4 separate regions of the Mus musculus genome follow, and all the other regions are linked to region 4. The links are chromatin contacts, called in public HiChIP or PLAC-seq and promoter capture Hi-C maps. All regions are on one chromosome and are shown on one strand. Each heading gives the region's core, a stretch centred on a gene start, on an enhancer-like site or on the middle of the called end of the contact. The rest is flanking DNA. Distances are from core to core; before and after follow the strand shown. Region 1 holds the start of Usp49 (ubiquitin specific peptidase 49). Region 2 holds the start of Nfkbie (nuclear factor of kappa light polypeptide gene enhancer in B cells inhibitor, epsilon). Region 3 holds the start of B230354K17Rik (RIKEN cDNA B230354K17 gene). Region 4 holds the start of Srf (serum response factor).

What was found. Promoter capture Hi-C pulls out the DNA fragments that hold promoters and counts their contacts. HiChIP or PLAC-seq counts read pairs in DNA pulled down with a chosen protein or histone mark.
Region 1: a contact with region 4 is called in an H3K27ac HiChIP or PLAC-seq map of thymic regulatory T cells, with 8 times the contacts expected there. The contact joins the promoter of Usp49 here to the promoter of Srf in region 4. A contact is called at or near these places in 1 of 39 promoter capture datasets (liver) and 2 of 115 datasets of contacts at active chromatin or transcription factors (pancreatic cancer cells and thymic regulatory T cells).
Region 2: a contact with region 4 is called in an HNF4G HiChIP or PLAC-seq map of pancreatic cancer cells. The contact joins the promoter of Nfkbie here to the promoter of Srf in region 4. A contact is called at or near these places in 1 of 39 promoter capture datasets (liver), 1 of 484 Hi-C or Micro-C datasets (CD4 T cells) and 2 of 115 datasets of contacts at active chromatin or transcription factors (pancreatic cancer cells and pro-B cells).
Region 3: a promoter capture Hi-C map of pre-B cells shows a contact between it and region 4, with 3 times the contacts expected there. The contact joins the promoter of B230354K17Rik here to the promoter of Srf in region 4. A contact is called at or near these places in 2 of 39 promoter capture datasets (liver and pre-B cells) and 1 of 9 other capture datasets (liver).

Annotation. Positions count from the first base shown.
Region 1 is chr17:47,628,859-47,632,165 of GRCm38.p6, reverse strand. Usp49 (ubiquitin specific peptidase 49) reads right to left here and starts at 1,476. Exons shown (of 7, transcript NM_198421.2): 1 at 1,251-1,476. All of the region lies in intron 3 of Gm20517 (predicted gene 20517), which reads right to left.
Region 2 is chr17:45,554,238-45,557,910 of GRCm38.p6, reverse strand. Nfkbie (nuclear factor of kappa light polypeptide gene enhancer in B cells inhibitor, epsilon) reads right to left here and starts at 2,211. Exons shown (of 6, transcript NM_008690.4): 1 at 1,597-2,211. The coding sequence starts at 1,970.
Region 3 is chr17:45,432,193-45,435,451 of GRCm38.p6, reverse strand. B230354K17Rik (RIKEN cDNA B230354K17 gene) reads right to left here and starts at 1,621. Exons shown (of 3, transcript NR_130961.1): 1 at 1,225-1,621. It overlaps Cdc5l (cell division cycle 5-like (S. pombe)), which reads left to right and starts at 1,745. Exons shown (of 16, transcript NM_152810.2): 1 at 1,745-2,061. The coding sequence starts at 2,017.
Region 4 is chr17:46,554,242-46,557,508 of GRCm38.p6, reverse strand. Srf (serum response factor) reads left to right here and starts at 1,347. Exons shown (of 7, transcript NM_020493.2): 1 at 1,347-2,181. The coding sequence starts at 1,681.

The DNA of each region.
Region 1 (3,307 bases), core at 227-2,726, 1.1 Mb before region 4:
ATTATTAAATATGAAGAAAATACTCATTAATTGTCTTAATTAAATATAATCACTTCAGAATGAAAAATCACTAAAGCACACTACCAATAAAGAATAAGTTTAAATTTGTCCCCAAATTCTCATCTTCCCTTTAATTTCCAAAATGGTCTTATAGTGCCAGAGAGATGGCTTATTGGGTAAAAGAGCTTGCTGCCAAGCCTGACTATCTGAGTTCAATCCTCGGTACATAAATGATGCGAAGAAAGAGCCAACTTCCACAAGTTGTCCTCTGACTTCCATAACTGCTCCACATACATACAAATAAATGTAATTATTTTCATTAAAAATGTGCCTTACAAATCAAAGGGTTCTAAAGAATATTAATATGCCCTTCCTATTCACAATCATACAATACAACAGGCAGAGGGACTGCAATCTTATCTTACAGAAGTTTTTTCATAAAAGGTACTCATAAAGCCATTATGCAATCTAAAAGATGAGTTCACAGCTCTAAAACTCTCCTCAGCTCTGCAGTCAACCTTTCTCCATCACTGTCTGAAGATCTGGGGAGAAATTACCCCATGAAAAATGTTCCACACAAAGCTGCAAGCAGCATACGAACTCAACGCCCTTAGAGCAGTGACTTCAGACTCCTGCTCAGTAAACTTCCCTGGTTAGTTATTTCTCTTTCTCTCTCTCTCTCTCTCTCTCTCTCTCTCTCTCTCTCTCTCTCTCTCTCTCCATATTCTTCAGTTGCTGAAAACAATTAGGCAGAAATCTGTCTGATTAATAAAAACCAAATGAACCATGTCTTTCTCTCCCCAACGGTGTACTCTTCAATGAGATGCCCTGGCCCTGGCCAGCGTCGTTAGCTCTAAAACAGCTCCTCCACCCACCCCAACTACCACATCCCACAGGCACATTGTAAATAAACACAATTCATTTACCCTTTAGCACAACATTAGTGAAACCAAGAGGTTTTCAGCACCCAAGGCTGCCAATTTTTCTATCCCACAAGAACAAAATCAAGTAAAAATGGGTCTCATCTTTTCAAAGTGGACATGAAAGTGGATTTTCAGGCGAAAGATGGAAACTGGATCCAAGACTCCTTGAAGAGAGAAAAAGGTTTCTGGAATTTCCTACTATTAGGGACAAAAGGACTCACAAATTCAATACACATTTCTCTTAACAAAGAACTCCTATGCTGCACCCCCATCTGGTCCCCCACTTCTCAGTCTTTTCCCCCTGTTTCTAGGTCCCCTTTCACTCACCATGGTTCCTTATCTTCTGCACCAAAGGCTCTCTACTTCAGATCCTTCACTACAGCGTTTGTGCCCTGCCCCTTCCAGACCTTCTGGGGCACTTCAGGGCAAAACATTCGTTTCCCACTCCTGTGCAGCCCACCCCAGTTCTATACCCACCAGGACTTCCCTAGCTTGCCTTAATCTCCTTTCTCTTTCCCCACTCCCCATTCCATCCTTTAATTCCCAGGGCCCATCTCCTCGGGTTGCCTTTCGGCCAATCTTTTGACTCCACTATCTTTACCTTGCTGAACCTCCTCGACAAGCAATTCTCCAGTTTCCCAGCTCACCATCATTCCTTCCACCCCGCTTCTAGCGTCCTTTCAGCGTTGTTTCTTTTTCTCCCAGAACTGTCCTATTAACGCCCAGCTCTCAGCTCGCTTCCCGTTAGCCCTTCCACTAACGTCCGATTCTTGATTCCACCTGGTTGTGATCCAGGTCTCCTGTCTCCCTCACTTTACAGAATTTACACCCCTCACCAGCTACTGACCCACACCTTGTCGATCCCACCCCAGCGGCTCCCAGCCCTTCAGCTCATCCCCAGCTCTGCACTAGTTCACACCCTTGTCACGTCTGGCTCTTAATCACTCTCCTCCACTCCCAACTACTACCCCGGCTCTGCTCCTTCCTTGTCTTCCACTTGCAACTCTTCTGGCCCTGGCCCAACACCTCCCACCTGCCAAGCCTTGCCTCTTCCAGACCCCTGCTCCTAGCCCTGACCCCGGATCCCTCTTCCCAGCCCCGGGCTTCCTAACCTCATCCCGGGGCCAGCCTGGGTTTCTTTCTCACTCCACTCTCCGGCTTCTAACCCTTTCTCTCCTAATCCTCTTCATCTCCTACTCAGCAAACCCTTCCGTCCCCGCCCCAGCCTGCCTTCCCCTCTCTCCCTTCAAACCTTTCACCTCACAACCCAGACGTCGCCCACCCCGCCAAAACGCAGCGTCCGCGCGCCGGGACTCGCGCCTTCGCTGTCGCCGCCCGCCGTCCCCGCCCCGGGCGCCCGGGGCCCGCCGGCGTCGCGGTCCCGCCCCCTGCCGCCGCTCCTCCCGCCCGCTAGGCGCACGCCGCCTTTGTCGCCCCTCACCGGGTGTGTGAGGGGATTTTTTTTTTTTTCCCTTTCCTTTAAAAGGGGAGGGCCGGCATGCCCGGGCCGCGTGTCCCCGCCTCCGAATATCTGCGCGAACTCCCAGCCACTGCGGCCCCTCACGCCCCCCGGGCCGCCCCCTCGGCCGCTCCGCCGGCCCTCCGCCCCCTTCCCAGCTCCCTCCCCTCTCTATTTACCGCCATCATCAGCACGCGCGAGCTGTCACCCGGGCGCAAGACGAGCAGGCGGACCACGCCCCTTATCGCCCATTGGCCCGCCTGTCAGAGCCCCGCCCCCAGGTCCCGCAATGCGCCAACGGCGCACCTTCCCGGCCGCGACCTGGGGCCCCGCGCCCTTTACGCAGGTTTGTGCCGTGGGCACCAAGTTTCGGGTCAGCGGCTGTGGCGGGCCGGTGTGAGAGGCTAAGACGCGGCGCGGCGCGGCGCGAGTCACCGGCAAAGTTTGGTTGAGGTACGGAAGAAGGTTTCTAGACAAAGAGGCTCTTAAAGGTACAGAGTCTACTGTCTGGCCCTCCTCCTTAAAGGGCCAGGCACTTTTCCGAGCGCCCCACCCCCACCCCTACGATCTGTAAAGGTAAAGGAATTTTGCATACCCTGCGGCTTACCTTCTGCACGTCTCGCTGCTCCAAAGAGGCCTTTCCCACTTCCGGGTATTTTTTTTTTTTTTTTGCGTTTTCTTTACGGTGTAGCAGCAGCCAGAGAACACACACATACACACAGTTACTCTTGGCGCCCTGACACACACACACACACACGTACGTGTGGACTTTTACCACGGATGACTCAGGCGGCATTCAGCTGTCTTATGAAATCCTCTTCGACGGGACGGAAAAAGGTTCATCGCTCCCCAAATGGGGACTGGGAAATAAATCAGACCTAGATGGCAGTAGCCCCAGGGACTTCCGAGAGGGATAAGGTCCATT
Region 2 (3,673 bases), core at 962-3,461, 1.0 Mb after region 4:
TTTGGTGCAGTGCAGAAAATGGGTTTGATGGGGCGGGGGTGGGGGGGCGTGATGGGAGTTGTAAGTTAGGGCCAACAGGGCAGTTGGGATGGGAAGTTCCAGTCTTGGGGTTTCCCCACATCAGGTGGGGAAAATGAAAGCCAGGGTTAAATGGTCTAGACCTGGACAGCTGCCTTGGGGGCAACTTGGCTAAAGGCCTGTCTGGGCTAGGGAGGGGGATACTTAGGCAGGAGGGGGGGGGCAAACTTTTGCTGTAGGCAGGCAGTAGAGGAGGCCAGGAGAGAGTGACGGAGGGAGGGAGGAACCACTGTGGAAATCCCCTCGGCCAGGGCCTGCTCTCTGGGTCACATTCCTGCAGCCACCTCCCTCTCTCCCTCAGTCTCCCCTCCTCCTGCCCACTTCCTTTTCCCACTTCCATACTTCCCACAGTCCAGCCACCTCCAAAGGAGGGAAGATGTCTGCTGGGGGCTGGGGGGGAGGGGGCTGATGCTTCTCCAGACACACTGGATCTGTCTCTAAGCAGAGTGTGTCAAGGCTGCATGCAGCACAGGGGCTAACCGTGGAGGGCGCGGTGGCCCGAGAAGCTGTGCACAGAGCTCCCAGAACTCTGAGGTCCTGGCCTAAGGGTTGTGACTGGCGCCTGAAATACAAAAGGCCTCTCTCCTGCTCACAGGATGGAGACTATCTTTGCTAGTACCCAACCAAGACCCCTACATCTCCAACAAGCAGGTCAGGACAGGTACCCCCTGCATCCCAGCGTCTCTCTCATCTAGCTAGCACTCCAGCTGCCCCTGCTCTAACACCCACAAAGCCCAGTCACCTCTTCTGCACTTGACACCTACACACTTGATAGCCTCACAGTCCAGCTGCACCTGATTCCAGCTGGACCTAAGGGAGAAAAGGGAGATCAAGAGATGGGACAGCAAGAAGAATTTGGGGAGCTCAGGAGGTAACTGTTGGGGAGGCTGAGGCCAAGCCATTACTTCCCTTTTCTCAGCAGAGGAGGAAGTGAGCTGGGGCAGCCAGCTGCCTATCCTGTTTGTTGGGGGCAAAAATTCTCAGTCTAGTCCCTCTTTTGGAACCACTTTCAAATGGGCATCCAGGTAGCACCGTTAATCCAGGCTTCCTGAGCTCAGATGACAACCTGTAATCCTGGTGTAGTCTTTTTTCCCCCCTCTGGTTAGGGTGTTCTGAAGTTAGGCATTGGTATCCCAAATATTGAGCAAACAGGGACATTCCTTCCCCCAACAAGAAAAACAAAAACTGAATTGGTTGCGGGGGAATTCCTCTTCCCAGGAGTGGGTCACTAGTAGATTTTCAAGACTGTGGCTGGTGTTCTAGGTTACAAGGGCACTGCTATCCTGTCCACTCCCAAAAGAGGTGATGATGTCTGGTTTTTGGTCTGAACCTGGCTACAGCTTAAAAGCAAGTTGCAAGTTAAGTTTGGAGTTTGGAGAAGGAGGCTGGCCCTTCCAGGGCAGGTGCTGTGAGGGTCTATCCTCTCGGGTGATGAAGTGGTGGTGGTAGCCCAGCCAGTTGCAGCTCGGAGGGGGGCTCTAACTGAACATCTTATCTCAGCCTAGCCAGTTTACTCACGTGTCTCCATCCTCAGAGATGTATGTGAGCGCCTCGAGTTGCTGAGGGCTCAGCACCCCCGCGGGGGGCAGCGGCGATCCTGGGGCGGGAGGGCTTGGATCCTTGGCTTCGGGTCTCTCCAGTAAGGGGAAGGATTCAGTGAGAGAGGAGGAGGCATAAGTGGAGTCCGCTCGCTCTCCATCCGCATCTTCTTTCTCTGGTTCCTTGTGGGTCTCCGGAGCATGTCTCCAAGGCTGTGGGCAGCCGCTTTGGGATGATCCGGAGCCTGGGGCCGCAGTAGGTTCAGGCAGGGAGCGTAGAGAGCGCAGCGACTCTATGCCAGAGTCACACTGGCTATCATCCGCCTCGTCCGGCCCCTTCCGCGCATCCGACATGCCGGCCGCGCCAGCCCGGGGTCCAGGGTCCAGCGGGATCTAACTCTGAGGTGTGCAAAAGCGAGCTTTTCCGGGTTTGTGTGACCGCCTAACAGAACCAGAGTCACTCTCCGAGCGGCTTCATTACCTGCCTGTGCAGGCGCGGGGAGCGGATGAGAAAAGCGAGAGGTCCAGGGCGCCGGCCAGGTCCACCGCAGCGGGTGCTTTGGGCAGCTGAACGGTCCCTAGTTAGGTCTTCTCTGTCGCCCCGCCCCCGGACCCAAGAAGTGGCCCGCAGCCACTGCCACGCCCACAGCCCCGCCCTCAAAGGAGCTTCCGGGTAGAGCCCCGCCCCTCCGGAATCCCCCTGTTTGCTGCTTGCGTAGGCAGGGAGTCTCTGGTTACCAGTCTTGACTCACTCCTGCGTGGATTGTTTCGCCCATTCATTCATTCACTCATTCTTCCCCTTCCCTTTTATTTCATTCACTAATTCCGTGCATTTGTTTGTTCCTTCTTTTTAGTTCCGTGGTGTCTTCATTCATTTATTCATTCAATTGTTTAAAAAGTGTATTTTTAAAAAACTTTTCTGCATAAACCGGCTACTTTGTGGGGAGTTTGTGTAGGTTGGTGGTGGTGGTGGGGTGTCTTAGCGTTTCTATTGCTGCAATGAAATACCCTGACCAAAAAGCAAATTGGGGAGAGAAGGTTTTATTCGGCTTATACTTCAAGATCATAATCCATTATCAAAGGAAGTCAGGACAAAACTGAAACAGGACATGATCCTGGAGGGAGAAGCTGATGCAGAGGCCATGGGGAGCGTCTTGCACACTGGCTTGCTCCCCATGGCTTGCTCAGCCTGCTTTCTTATAGAACCCAGGAATACCAGCCCAGGGATGGCATCATGCACAATGGGATGGGGTGGGCCTTCCCCATCAGTCACTAATTAAGAAAGAGGCTTACAGCTGGATCTTATGGAGGCATTTTAACCGAGGTTCCCTCTTTTCAGATGACGCTGGCTCCCATCAAGTTGCCTGACTAGCCAGCACAGATGGGGAAGGGGTGGTGATGGTGGCTCTGCTTGCTATCCTCTGCCTATTTTTTTCTCAACTTCTCTTGCCTTTTCACTTATTTTCAATCAGTGCTCAGGGGGATTGGTAAGAGAGAGTGCATCTATTATCTTCAGGGGAGCAGCTTTTCCCTGGGAAACCTTCATAGACAGTTCTGGGTCAACTCCCCTGATGATAGACTTGGCAGGAGGATGTGATCTGGGGAAGTGGGTTTTCTAGGGAGGACTTATCTCACAAGCCTTGGTGGTCATGGGGTTTCTTCTTCCTTGCAGGGTGTGCACTGGCCTTTGGTAGGTACAGGAGATGGCTGCCCCCAGCAGTCAAAGAAGTTTAGTTCCTCACAGTGGAGCCAGGGTGGGGAGGCCCCTGACACTACTGAAGTTTCCACCCTAGCCCTGAAGTCTTTCCCCTCCCTTCTTGCTTTTCTTCAACATGACTAGGGTTTGAGAGAACACCACCCACAGGCGATCCCTGAGATGGAGCATCTTGCTGCTCTTTTCTTGGGGCTAGCAATGCCCTTAGAAGACCATTGCCAACCATAGGAACAGCTTCATTGCATCCTTGGTACTGGGGGATGGGGGAGCTAGCAGAGATAGCTATTATGAGCCATTCTCTTCTGCCTCCCCCCCCAAAAAAACCTTATTTTCTTCATCCATT
Region 3 (3,259 bases), core at 372-2,871, 1.1 Mb after region 4:
ATATGGGGCGCTAATCTCAGATACTGCATCCTAAGGACACACCACCTATGTTCAAAGACAGTTGCCAGGGCTGCTGTGCAGAGAGGGGCCTACATGGCACTTGGAGGACTAATTCACATAATAAAAGGGGCAATATTGGAGCATCTGACTTGAATCCACACCACAGACAAGGATAGATCTCAATAGGTTGATGAAGTATGTTCTGTTGTCAAAATACCAATCCTTTGTAACAATTTTCTAGCAGGTGACATTAACATGTTTTAAGGAAGAGATACCTTTTTTAAAGTTAGCATAAAGATGACAGAATGTTGAGTGGAAGAAGTCACTGTCATGATCCTTTGGAATAGCCTATGTGAAAGAGGACTGGTTCAACTGTGGATTTATTAGGCCTCTCGATTACAAATAATGGAAAGCTAACTTCAATGACTAAATCCAAAAGGGGGATATGGAAGTAGTTACGACTTGGGAATGTTCTAGATCCAGGGACCATGTAGTTCAAAATACAATTGTTAGGTGCCACACAATTGGTAGGTTAGAGGCTTATCAGCTAGCAGAAACACTGACCTCTTTTGGATCCTAGCGTTAAGATCCCCAGAGAGGAGTGTTCAGATTTGCTTTGATCTGGTCAACCAAATGGTGTGTGACCTGGGTGTGTGGGATAAAAACCATACAACTAAGTGATGTTGGCAGGAGGTAATGGTTACACATCTTTACAAGAGAGCATTGCAAAGAGTACCAGAGGCAGAAAATGGCTTGTTAACCTGTCATCCTGTCAGATGACAGGAGTGAAATGAGATTGTAGGTCACTAAACCCAAGTGTTCTTCATAACACTACACTACCTCCCTCTCAACTGAAAGCAGTGATATTTTGATACAATTTCCTATTTCAAGGAAAAAAATCGTAACAAAAATCGAATCGGAAAATCCGTCATGTCTTCTAGAAGGGGCAAACGGAAGCATGAACAGTGACAACAAACCAGAGCCGCTATGCACGGAATAAAATCTTTCCCTAGGGACCTGGGGTGACACCAAGTAATTAATTGCTCTGGAATAGTGGAGAAATCTGCGTGGGAAAAGAGAGAGGAGATGGCAGAGAGTCTGACAATTTCCACTTCACCGAGACTTTGTGGACTCGCAGCCGCCCTCTGATTTGATGAACAAGTTGTTTGTTCCACTCTTCAGAGGACGACCCCGGATTCCAGGGGCGAGACTCCCGCAACTCACCGAGTTTGTTCCACAGACACCCAACAGCGAGGGATGAGGGAAAGCGGCTGACGTGACGCTTCCCAAGGGTCCCTAGGGCGTCGCCTCGAACCCCTTGTGGCTCTTCCAGGAAGGAGAGCGAACACTTTGGGGCGAGCAGTCGCTCAGTCCCTCAGGTTAGAGTTAGGATCTTGAGTCCGTCCGGCATCCTCGGCGCTTGGCGCTGCGAGTTGGAGCTCCTAGAAAGAGAACGGACTCGTTTGCATCTCCCCGAGGACTCAGCGAAGTCCTCGTCGGTCGCCGGGATGCCCAGCGCAGCGCTCCGTTAAACAAACAGACAAACAAACAAGCAAACAAACAAACAAACAGCGCTCCCTGGGGACCAAGCGTGCTGAGGAACGCCACACCCCTCACATTTATTCCCCACCCCCGGCACTGCCCTCCGCGTGACGTCAGGACCAATCCCTTCACTGCGTTCCCGGTCAAGTTCCAACTCTGGCATCTCGCGAGAGTTTTGTTTTCCTTCACCCTAGTCTCGGACCTGCGCGCGACACGTCGGGCGCCTTGGCACCTGCGGTTTGATTAGTCTCCATCAGTCTTAAGGTTGCAGCCTGGCCGCCCGCGTCTTTTGCCTTCGGCCGCTAAGATCTCGCGAGATTTCCCGGGGCTGCCCACGCCGCGCCTGCGCAGAGCTCTTCAAAGCAGAAGGTCGCTCTTGGGAGGAAGTGGCCTTTTGCGTCCCGTGCCCGGAGCGCCGTTACTACTTTCTCGAAGCTCTCCTCGGCTCCCTTGCCGGGACACTCTGCCGCTAAGATGCCCCGGATTATGATCAAAGGGGGAGTGTGGAGGAACACGGAGGTGAGGCAGCTTTTCCCGCCGTCCGCAGCCCTCCGCCGGCTCTGGTAGCGTGTGCGCACGCGCGGGGAAGCTCCGGGAGCCGTGGCTGTCCCGCGGGGGTCTGCGGTGCGGGGCGGCGACTGCGCGGACCCCGGGGACCCTCGCGGTGCATGGGTGCGGGCTCGGGTCACCTGGCTCACCCCGGGGGCGAGGTCGCGACTTGTCGCCCGGCGCTCCTCGCTTGGCATTTGCTAGGCCCTTGATCACTTATTTGATCAGTTAGGGACGCGCCCCCTCGGTGTCTTCTGCAGCCCGGTGGCCGCCGACCGGACCTCCCCCGGAGCCTGGTGTTTCTCCAGCTCCTTTCGATCTCAGCTCGTGCACAGCGCTTCGCTCTGTTAGAAGCCGTTGTGGCTGCAACTTTGTTTTTTCCGTGACTTCTTTACAGCCGGACAGGCTGCCCGTTTACGTCTGCACCTCTCTGCTTATCTTAGGACCTGGGTCCTTTCTCTTACCTTTCCAGTCACGCCACCCTTGCCGGGATAGAAGCCAGTTAGGACAAACTTACCTACGGTGGTGTTTGCGTCCAGAAATGTTGTAGATTATGTCACGGTGAGCGGAACAGCAGAAGGAAGGAAGTAAAATAGAAATTAAGTTAACGTGCATTTAATCGAGTGCGCCGAATGTATGAGCACCTTTCCGTCTGTCTTGTGCGTTCTTGAGATAGCTCCTTATTGCTTTGGCATCTTTCTGAACATGCTCCAAACTTAGCTGAGAACACTTCTTAGAGTCCTCCTGGCCCATTCGTTGGTCGTCCCGTTGAGAGTTAGTTGTTTAGTGGTTTGGTGGCACCTATTTTTCATTTACTACAGCTTTGTTTTCACAAGCACTTTTGTGTGGCTCCGGCTGAGTTACTTCTGAGAGCCTCAGATTACTCATTTTTATAAGACAAATAAATAATTGTATTTAAGCTCTTGAAACGAGTTGCCAGTTTGGAACATTGTGAACGCAGCTGGGTACATTAGTAGGCTTTCAGTAAAAAAAATGAGTTGCTGTTGTCTTCATCAGACAGCAGTATAGTAGGACCAGGCTTTGGCATTCTAGTATGAAGCAGGTTTCTTGGTGATGTTTGGGAATGAATCTTGTAGGATAGGTACCTGTTGTATGTATTTGGTTGAAGATGCGTTGAAGTTTTGAAAAACTTTACCAAAGTTACAAA
Region 4 (3,267 bases), core at 98-2,597:
CAACAGAGGCTCCTTCCTCTCTGATGACTCTAGCTGTGTCAAGTTGATGCCAAACCAGCAAACCAGCCAGTACAGGTACCAACACCAGAGAATGGACCAGGTCACTTGTTTGTGTGAAGATGTCAGATCACCTGGAATTGGAGTTAAAGATGGCTGTGAGCCACCATGTGGTTGCAGAGAATTGAACCCAGGACCTCTGGAAGAGCAGCCAGTGCTCTTAACTGCTGAGCCATCTCTTCAGCTCCCAATGTTTGTATACTTTTCTTTTTGATTGGTTTTGCTATATAGTCCTGGCTGGCTTGGCACTCACTATGTAGGTCGGGTTGGCTTTGAACTCCAGGCAATCCTCCTGTCTCAACCTCAGGAACAGCTAGAATTAAATGTGTATATCACACCGTCCGGCCAGATTTAAATAGTTTCAGTAACATAGAAGTGCAAGATATTTTCTCTAGCTTGGAGCAAAGATTCAGACTCTCAGACCCTTAACCTGGGCTTTGTAACACCCACGTTTTAACCTTTCTATCTTTTTATTTTTTAATACTCCTGTGGACCTGTAATGTCGATCACTCTCTTGCTTAAATTTTCTATCCCACTGTACTTTCAGGCCTGTGCTTTAGCCTCGAGACCACCCCCCACCCCCCTTTTAGCACAGCCGGCAGCTGGAAGTCTTCACTGATCTCTCACTTTCCGCCCTGCCCCCATCATGGATGGGAGGATGTCTCTGTGCCTCCTCCAGATGTGTGTCTGCCAAAGATACCCCTCCACCCCCAGTGTAGAGGATGATGAACGATGTGACCTCGCAGCCAGACTTGTGGGAAAGTGTTGATCCTTTGAAAAGAGAGGGAAAGGCAAGAGTGCGCGACAGAGCCGCTGGGCTAGCGGAGTCGAAAGACTCAGGAAGTGGTGGGAGAAGCGCTCCAATCTATCCCTGCCCTCTTTCGCTGGAATTAGGAAGTCTTCCTCTTTATTTGTTTCAAACCCCATCCATTCAGGGGTTCCCTCTTCTGCCCTGCAGTCCTCTCCCAGGCTTCCTTCCTCTAGGATAGTTTCAACACTCCACTACTCTCCAACCCAGGGGGGCGGAACTGGTTCGGCTCCACTGTTCCTTTAAGGAGTTGGCTCCTCCCTCCCACGGAATCGCGGTCTGACGCGGGGATGACAGCAGCGAGTTCGGTATGTCTATGCAAATAAGTGTCCCCTTCGGGCCAATGGGGAGCCTAGGTGCCGGAAGCGCGGACCAATGGGGCGGGGGCGCTGGGGCTCGCCATATAAGGAGCGGCCTCGCCATAAAAGGAAACATTGTATCTCTTTATATGGGGGGGGGAAGGGTTGGGGGATACCTCCGCAGCCAGCGCGTGGTCCCGGCCCCCTCCACCCGCGGTCTCGGCCGCGGCCAGCAGCCCCTGCCCCGCGGGGGACGCTGACGGCCGCAGGGCGCGCCTCCCCGGCACACGGACAGGGGGCGCTGCGCGCGGCCTGGGGCAACCCCGGCCATAGGGGCAGGAAAGTGAGGGCCCAGGTCGGCCCGGGCGTGCAGGGGCCCCGGGCTCGCAGCGGCGGCCGCGGCAGCAAGAGCGGCTTTAGTAACAGCGCGAGTGCCGGGTGGAACCGAGAAGCCGATGGCGGCAGCTGCCCCGATTCCTCGCTGACTTGCCCGTCAGCCCTCCTGCACTGAGCGCCATGTTACCGAGCCAAGCTGGGGCCGCGGCGGCTCTGGGCCGGGGCTCGGCCCTGGGGGGCAACCTGAACCGGACCCCGACGGGGCGGCCGGGCGGCGGCGGCGGGACTCGCGGGGCGAACGGGGGCCGGGTCCCCGGGAACGGCGCGGGGCTCGGCCAGAGTCGTCTGGAGCGGGAGGCTGCAGCGGCAGCGGCGCCCACCGCCGGGGCCCTCTACAGCGGCAGCGAGGGCGACTCCGAGTCCGGCGAGGAGGAGGAGCTGGGCGCCGAGCGGCGCGGCCTCAAGCGGAGCCTGAGCGAGATGGAGCTCGGCGTGGTGGTCGGTGGGCCTGAGGCGGCGGCGGCGGCCGCCGGGGGCTACGGGCCGGTGAGCGGCGCGGTGAGCGGGGCCAAGCCGGGGAAGAAGACCCGGGGCCGCGTGAAGATCAAGATGGAGTTCATCGACAACAAGCTGCGGCGCTACACGACCTTCAGCAAGAGGAAGACGGGCATCATGAAGAAGGTACCGGAGCCGGAGGTTGGCGCGCCCCGGGGGGAACCGGAGGGTGGGTGCGCTCTAAGGTAGCCCCGGAGCGAGACAGAGCCGAGGCGGAGGTGAGAGGCGGGCTAGTCCGCAGGAGGTGTGTGGGAGGGGATGGTTGTACCCTGGCCTGGCGAAAGGGGAGGGGCCGCCGGGGAAATATGGGGAGAGGGGAGATGCTGCGAACGTCCGGAATCCTGGGCGAAGGCGCCGAGGTGGGAGTGACCAGCGCGCGGGAGACAGAGGGTCCTGGAGGAGTGCAGGATAACCAGACGCCGGGATCCGCAGATCCTCTGTGTCCTGGTGTGCGCGAAGGGCGGTGGGAAAGGGAGCAGAAGGTTTGGAGATGAGGAGGCAGGAGTTGGATGACAGCTGCAGCGAGAGAGCTTGAGTGGGAGGAAAGGTGGGCATCGCTCGAGTTGTACGGGCTTTGAAGGACAGGCAGGGTTAGGAACCAGGTGAGGAAGCTAGGCGGGAGAAACTGCTGCTGCCTTGAGGAACAGCGAGCTGGGACCAAGTCCCGCCCTGCCCATGTGTCTTCCGTTGCTTTCTGTGGAAATCTCATGCTGCCTCGGGGCTGGCTGCAGAATCGCCGGCCTTTGGTACAGGTAGGGTTTCCAGCTCTAGAGCAAATCAGAGTATGGAATGTTGGGGGGAAGTCAGGAAGATTTGTAGAGGTATCATTTGCCAGATGGTATCCTATCAAAAGTGGCAAGGATGGGAGTCGTCTTGGAGTCTAGAACAAACTGTAAGGGATGGAAGCAGAGGGACTGGGAAACCACCTACAACCTGGGTGGGAACCAGTGTTGTTATCTTGTAGACGATGCATCTGCTTCCAAGGTGGATTCAGTATTTTAGCTGGGTTCTCATAGCAGAATATCTATTGCAGATGTAGCTCTCATCGTTTTGGGTACTCTCTTATCAGTAACCCTTGATCATCATGGAGAAGGTTTTGGGGAAAGGTAGAAAGTACCTTTCCTCCTCCTCCTGTCCCAAGGCGAAAGAAAAGGGCAGTATAGTATACTCTATAGTATTACAGGGCAAAAGAAGTTAGGCTATGGCAACAGG